Linked DNA regions of Triticum aestivum: region 1 is linked to region 2. The links are chromatin contacts, called in public Hi-C maps. All regions are on one chromosome and are shown on one strand. Each heading gives the region's core, a stretch centred on a gene start, on an enhancer-like site or on the middle of the called end of the contact. The rest is flanking DNA. Distances are from core to core; before and after follow the strand shown. Region 1 holds the start of LOC123090952. Region 2 holds the start of LOC123090947 (GTP-binding protein At3g49725, chloroplastic).

Region 1 (3,601 bases), core at 31-2,530, 260 kb before region 2:
TCTCATCAGACCATTACATCCACCTAAGGATCCTTCTGCTATTTCCCATAAAAAACAACGAACTACAAAACATAGTATTGCTGAAGACTCTAGACATAAACACAAATTTGGGGTAAACAAGCTCACAACCACCAATCATGATGATCTAAAATGCCGTTTCCGACAGTTTAGAAGGGGCAAATCGAAGAAGAAAATAACATTGACTTAAGTAAGGTACCTGAGTGTAGAACCAATCAACACTTTTACGAACGTGGCCAACCTGTCACAGAGGAAAATACAAATAAAAATGTCGATCAAATGAAATGTAGCAGAAGATACTAAGACACCTTTTATCTTCGAGCAAGTTGAATATCACAAAGATAACAAAGAGGCCAAGCAATTGGCAGTAACCTCATATAACTGACAGGTCGTAGCAACACACCTCGCACGCAAGGGAGGAAGTGTGGTAGTACAGTCCTAAGCATAACATTTACCCATTTGCAGTGCTCGTGTAATCTCGAGAGGAGGGCCTCGCTTTGGATCAACAGAGCGAGCAGTGTGGGGTGGTTCAAGAGCATTACTAACAGGATTCAAGTCAAGTGCCATGTACGTATTTCAAACCACAGAAGGTTGTAAACAGCATAAGAAACACAAAATCCTTCAGAAGAGCAACGCTGCTTTCCGTAACAGACGGGTTGATGCGGAATTGTGAATGGTACAGCAGATTGCAGTTAGGCCAGAACTAAATGGAGCAAATCGTCATGGAAGCCATGATACTAAACGAGCAAGCGAGGCTCATGATCACGCACACCGCGATTATTACAAGCAAGAACTAAATGTACAAAGCTGGTTGAACAACGTAACAGGGGAAGCGAGAGGAAGGTGGGTGGGTTGCTCACCGCGAGGGTCGCGGTGGCGGCGCCGACGAGGCCGAAGACGAGCAGCCCCCAGGCCTTGGAAGGCCGCTCCTCCTGCCCCCTCCCAGCGCCCTCGGATTTCCCCTCCTGCGGGGAGGACATCTCCTCCTCCGCGAATTCCTATCTCCCGATTCGAGCTCGCCGCCGGGGGTCGCGGGAGGCCAGGCTCATGCTTTCCCGGATCAAACCCCTCTGCCGCTTCGGTTAGCTTCTCCGCCGGCTTCTGCCGCGCTGCGGCGACCGGCGAGACCTCCGGGTGGGGTGGGGGGAGGACGATTCGGAGTTGGATTGGTGGGCGGTGCGGGGAGACGGCCGGTGAGGGGGAGGAGGAGACGGGTCGCGGAGCCGCAGCCGAGTGATGGCGTGGCGACGCGTTGGATGAGTGGAATCTCGCTTTCGGCACACGGGTTCGGTCGGTCGGTCGATGCTGTGTTCCGCACGGAAAGCGGGATTTCCGCGTCCGTTGGATTCTTTCGTGGAGCACTTCTCGTCCGTCCGTTATTTTGCGCGCGGCTTTGGATTGATAGATAGACAGGGGCTGGTTTCCTGAAACTATGCGTGGATTAACATGGATTTCGATCTGGATATTTGACCCCGATCGTCGGGGAAATGGTTGTAGGTTCATAGCCACGTTGATCCAATTCGACCCACTTATCCAATCAACTTTATCCAGATCAAACAAACACTCGTTCACAATGCACGGCTGTACTTCTTATGAAACTTTATATATGGATTTTTTTTATATAAAAAGATACTCCCTCTGTTCCTAAATATAAAATGTTTTAGATTTTCTCTACTGTATTTTCTAAGATTTGTATGTATCCAGACGTGTTTTAGTGTGTATATTCACTCATCTTTATTCATGTGCATCTAAAACGTCTTATAATTACAAATGGAGGGAGTACATACCATATTTGATATAGGGGAAACTCTAGGGTGGCCCGATCTTCACGAACTAGATGATCCGTTGCCCTGGCACAAAGATCAATTGAAACATGTTCTATTTTACTTTTTGAAATGTGTGTGTGTGTGTGTGGGGGGGGGGGGGTCCCACCTGAATATATTTCAGAAGTCAACAAATGTTCAGACTTCACAATTGTTGTGGGAGAGGAACTCATGCGACATACCGGCGTGGCCCTTTAGATTTTCAGACTTAAGTCGATGAGACCAAATAATCAAATCGTCGATGGTAACTCTAATAGAAACAGAAGCATTAATGTCGAGCCCTTGTAAAACTTTCTTGTTTCTTGCGTCCCAATTTTTCGAAGGATGAGAAGTATCATGAAAGGGTGAACCAAAGTGGGCAGTTGTGCGGGGTAGAGTTGTGTTGATCCCCTCTGCCTGTTTCTAACGTCTTCATTCTAAAAACAAGGTGGCTGTTTTTATTCACTTTTATTGCTAGTGGTCTCGCTGCCATGTTGAAGAACCGACAAGAAAAATAAATTACATCCCTCAAGGTGTGTCTGCGAGCCCTAGCATATTCCATTTACGTACACCGCTCTTTTTTAAGGCGGGCGCACAACAACAATGATACGTCCATTTTGCAACATGTTTTCTACTGTTATTTATAATGTTTGTATGCATAATAATGCTTTATAGAGTAATTCTAATGCATTTTCTCTCATAATATGCAAGGTTTACATAAAGAGGGAGAGTACCGACAGCTGAAATTCTGGACTTGAAAAAGCTACATCAGAGATACCCATTCTGCACATCTCCAGATGAGCTGAAATTTCACGGAGAATTATTTTAAAATATTTAATAAATATTGAAGAAAAGAACTACTGGAGGGGCGCCACTGGGTGCCCACGAGACACCAGGGCGCGTCCTGGTGGGTGGTGGGCAGCCCAGCCCACCTCTGGTGCCCATCTTCTAGTATATAGTCTTTTTTGACATAGAAAAAAAGGAGATGACTTTCAGGACGGAGCGCCGTCGTCTAGGCGGAACTTGGACAAGAGCACTTTTCCCTCCGGCGGAGCAATTCGCGGGAGGAACTTCCCTCCCGGAGGGAGAAATCGAAGTCACCGTCATCACCAACAACTCTCTCATCTTTGGGAGGCCAATCTCCATCAACATCTTCAACAACACCATCTCATCTCAAACTCTAGTTCATCTTCTATGTTCAATCTTTGTACCGGAACCTCAGATTGGTACATGTGGGTGACTAGAGTGTGTGAGTAGTTACCTTTGCTCTTGAGTCCACGGGATAAGTCATGTTGCAAGTAATCATGTAAATTTGATATGTGTTTGATATTTTGATGATATGTATGTTGAGATTCCTTTAGTGGTGTCATGTGAACATCGACTACATGGCACTTCACCATCTTTGGGCCTAAGGAAATGCATCGTGGAGTAGTTATTAGATGATGGTTGCTAGAGTGACAGAAGTTTAAACCCTAGTTTATGCGCTACTTCGTAAGGGACTGATTTGGATCCATATGTTTAATGTTATGGTTAAATTTTATATTAATACTTTTCTCGTACTTGCGGGTTCTTGCGAGGGGGTTAATCATAAGTGAAAGGTTTGTTCGAGTAAGAACAACATTCAAGCAGCGGCCCATCCACATATCAAATTATCAAAGTAGCAAACGCAAACCAAACCAACATGATGAAAGTGGCTAGACGAAATTTCCGTGTGCCCTCAAGAACGCTTTGCTTATCATAAGGGACTGTTTTGGCTTGTCCTTTGCCACAAAAGGATTGGG
Region 2 (3,885 bases), core at 649-3,148:
TTGGGCTTCTCTCTGTGGGCTTCGTAGACCCGGGCGACTCATCTTTGTGACTCCATGCATTTGCCGGGTCACAATCTGTTTGCCGGGTCATAATTGTCTGTCAGGTTAGAAACTGTCTGTCGGGTTAAAGACTGTCTGTCGGGTCTCACCAGCCGGGTCTCACCTGCCGGGTCTCACCAGCCGGGTTAGGATCTGAGATGACTTAACGTTAGGGCGACTTAAACCCAAAGATGACTTAAGCCTCAGGGTGGCTTATCCTTATGAGCCGGGTCTTGGTCGTGGGTAATATCCCCAATATACATGGAATACATAGTTCAAGCACAAAAAGTATTTGAAGTGCACAATTCAAACACTACCTCTCCTTAGTTTCCACTGTGGATCCACATATGCTCCACAAAAATCATTTCGATGATTCTGATGCATATGTAGAAAATTCATAATCTGATCTGCATCTTGATCTGAGATGTGGACTTGTTCTCCGGGTTTCTCGAAATCATGGGTTTTGGCTACCTCTTCACTCTCGTCCTCGACAATTATATTATGCAAAATGACACAACATCTCATCAGTTGCCACAAAGTCTCTAATTCCCACACAATTACAGCCTCATAAAACAATTCCTCAACGAGCTCGGAGCACTCCGAATGCCCTCTCTACATCCTTCCTGATTGCTTCTTACATTGATGCAAAGTGGCCTTTTGTTTGTTGCCATGAGATCGATTATGGTCTTAACAAACGCCACCCACTGAGGATAGATTTCATCTGCAAGGTAGCACCCCATGTTGTAGTCATTCCCGTTGACACGGTAGTTGCACGGCGGCGCGTCCCCATTGCAAAAGTCCTTTGGTCGCTGGAGTGCATTGATGTCGTTGTGAAAACCAAACATGCCAAATCCACAAGTCGTTTGATGTCACTGCTTCGGGTATGACGGTGGCCTCTTTAGTGTGACATTAGTACATCACATGCACATCTTTGGGCTGTTCTTTCGTTGCCAATGCATGCAATCAATTGAACCGACCATATCTGTAAAGCCTCTTGCTGGCCCAATAGCCATCAACTTTTCTATATCTTGCGCATTTGGTTCTCTCAAATACTCTGCTCCAAACACATGCACCACAACACGGGCAAATCTCACAGTGGTCTTCATGCATATTCTCTCCCCCATCCGGACCATTGCATGAACGACATTGATGGCGGTACCTGATTCAAGCATCCTCATAGCAAGCATGCACTTCTGTGTAGCAAAGAACGAAAGTTGTCTGCAATAATATCCGGTGAGCTTGAAGTAGGAAACATGTGCCTCCACTCCTTCCACCACGTGTAAGACAATGGTTTGTGCATACGGAAGTGTCAATGAAATCATGTATCAGGGGATGTTGGTCTGGGTGGAAATAGTCCTTAAAGAGTAGTCATGCTTCAGCGACCCCATCCCGACTCAAAACTCTTCTCATTTTGATCGTATCCTTGAAATTCAGAATGTGCTTCACCTCCCTGTCCATTTTCTCCTGGATGCTCATTGATCATCAACATCTCGACATCTTCGTTCGACTCAGACGATTCGAATAACTCCTTTTGCGTTGACTCATCAAGCTCCGTGCTTCCATTATCCTCATCTGACGAACCATCCGATGATGGTCAAGGCTGCACAATTGAAGTTTCACAACATAATTAGCAGTCGTTTAATTATAGAAACTGAATTTGAATATTTTGGCCGACGGAGATTTAAGACGAAGGAACTGGAAAGCAGGTGATGAAGTACTGTACATCACAACGACGGTCTATGGACACCTTCCGCATTTCACAGCTCACAGCAGGGCACGATCGTCTGCCGCTCTTGCCGTGCCGAGCGCACCCGACGGCGCACCGTCGTAGCGACTCCCTCGGCCTCTCGCCGACCGCCACGTGCCATCGGATCCGATCCAGCCAAACCGAACTTGCTAAAACGAGCAAAAGCTGCGCACTCTCTCGTCACCCCGCGCCCGACCGGTGGACCCGCCCCTACATCCCCGGACCCCCGCCGGCGCCGCCCGCGATGCTCCGCGCCGCCATCTCGCGCCTCGGCGCCCACCTGCACCGCCAGCCCTCCCCGGCGACCCCTCCCCTCCGCGCGCTCTCCACCGGCCGCGGCAAGCGGTCGTCCCCTACCGCGCCGCCCCCCGAGCCCGAGGACGAGGGCCTCATGCGCGGCCTCTTCGTGCTCTCCCGCGACCCCGCGCACCCGCCGCGCCTGCTGGTGGTGCAGCCGCGCCTCCGCCGTGGCGCCCTCCTCGACTCCAAGCTCTCCGAGGCGCTCAACCTCGCCAGCTCCCTCGAGGAGTCCCGCGACGGCTTCGAGCACGCCGAGTCCGCCGCCAAGGGCGCGCCACCGCACCTCGTCGTCCAGAACCCAGCCTCCCGCGGCCGCAACCATGCCGGTACCCAACTAACCTCTCCGTGCCTACTGCTTGGCTCAAGTGGGAGTGTTTTTGCTTTGGGGTTGCAATGACAACTGCGAATAGGAATCGCGTTCCAGTTCCATTTTTATGGGGACTACTGTGGCCAGATTCTTAAGATCTGCATAGTATGCATGAATTATACTGCTCAGTTAGGCTTACTTAAATTTACCTCGTTGTCTGATAGGGGATTGTGTGTTGGTAGGAGGAGGCACATTTAGCTTGTTCTTCCACGATTGTTTAAGCTACACTGTGGTAGTATACGCAGGGTGCTGGTCATGGCTCATGCATGCATTGCTTTCGCCTAGTCATTCCAGACTTGATCAAATTGGGATAATGCTGCTTTCAATGGCTCGTAGTTTAGTCCAAGTTACCTGAGATTACGGTATATTTGGTGATGGATCACATTCTATAGAGCTGCTAGATCTCTGTTTGATATGGTATGAAGTGGAAGTCGTGCGAGCTGCAATCTGGCACCAAGAATTTAGTTACTATAGATGTTTCACTGTGATGCAATGGTTCTATTATTTTGAAGTCTTGTCATAGTGATTTATTCTTTCTTACATATTTATGATTTTGGTGTTAAAGTTACATCAGTGTGACCAGTGGCGAATCTAGCAGGACATTGGATGGTAGGCTTAAAACACAAATTTCCTAAGTCTAATTACCAAATGCATTGCAATTGTTGCATGTAAAGCACCAGAATATACTTGTCAAGTGGTATGTTTAGCTTAATAAGATTTTGGAGGGTAGGCTTAAGCCTATTGAAGCCTCCCTGGTGGAATCGCCACTGAGTGTGACACCGCAGCTCCAGTGGCAGAGCATACAGTTTTGATGGTTGAGGCTGTGGGTTCATAGACTCGTTCTCATCATAAGAGCAAGGATACAAAGCGCTTCTTGCGAGTTATCAATTATTTTTTGGGTTTTAAGCAGAGATCTGCTTTTGCCAACCCTTTCGAAAAGTGCAGGGTTACTCCACAAAACTTAAGAGCTTTGCCTTCTAGATTGATATACACAGCCAAAAAGAGTTGCGTATATCCTGGAGTTGGATTGGTAAGCAAGAGGGTCATACACTTAAGAGTTATAAAGGTCGATATATGCACTTGAATTTTGTACCATTGCCTGTTTGTAGTTATTTTAGAACTCATGTCGAAACATTTTTGCTAGCATTTGAAATTCGTCTTCCCACTTAGGTATTCTTATTGATGTGGCTTATTCAGGACTACAAATGTTTATGTAAACTCACAATTCATCATGCCAGATACGTATTTTGGACCTGGAACTGTGGATAATATCAAGTGTTACCTGAGGGCATTGGACGAAAAGGTGCACATTTCTCTTGCCTCTTGTACATAGTGTCTCATCTATTATTTTTTTCCTTTCTATGCTTTTGTATTTAGATACTTCTGCTTGTTTCTGTACTGCATGCAAAAATGTCGCATAAAACATATTGTT

Evidence for each region. A called contact is a pair of places that touch in the nucleus more often than the background predicts.
Region 1: a Hi-C map of leaf shows a contact between it and region 2, with 5 times the contacts expected there. The contact joins the promoter of LOC123090952 here to the promoter of LOC123090947 in region 2. A contact is called at or near these places in 3 of 5 Hi-C or Micro-C datasets (all in leaf).

The regions. Positions count from the first base shown.
Region 1 is chr4B:52,899,335-52,902,935 of IWGSC CS RefSeq v2.1, reverse strand. It overlaps LOC123090952, which reads right to left and starts at 1,280. Exons shown (of 7, transcript XM_044512322.1): 1 at 879-1,280; 2 at 218-259. The coding sequence starts at 998.
Region 2 is chr4B:52,635,006-52,638,890 of IWGSC CS RefSeq v2.1, reverse strand. LOC123090947 (GTP-binding protein At3g49725, chloroplastic) reads left to right here and starts at 1,898. Exons shown (of 14, transcript XM_044512315.1): 1 at 1,898-2,412; 2 at 3,692-3,756. The coding sequence starts at 2,031.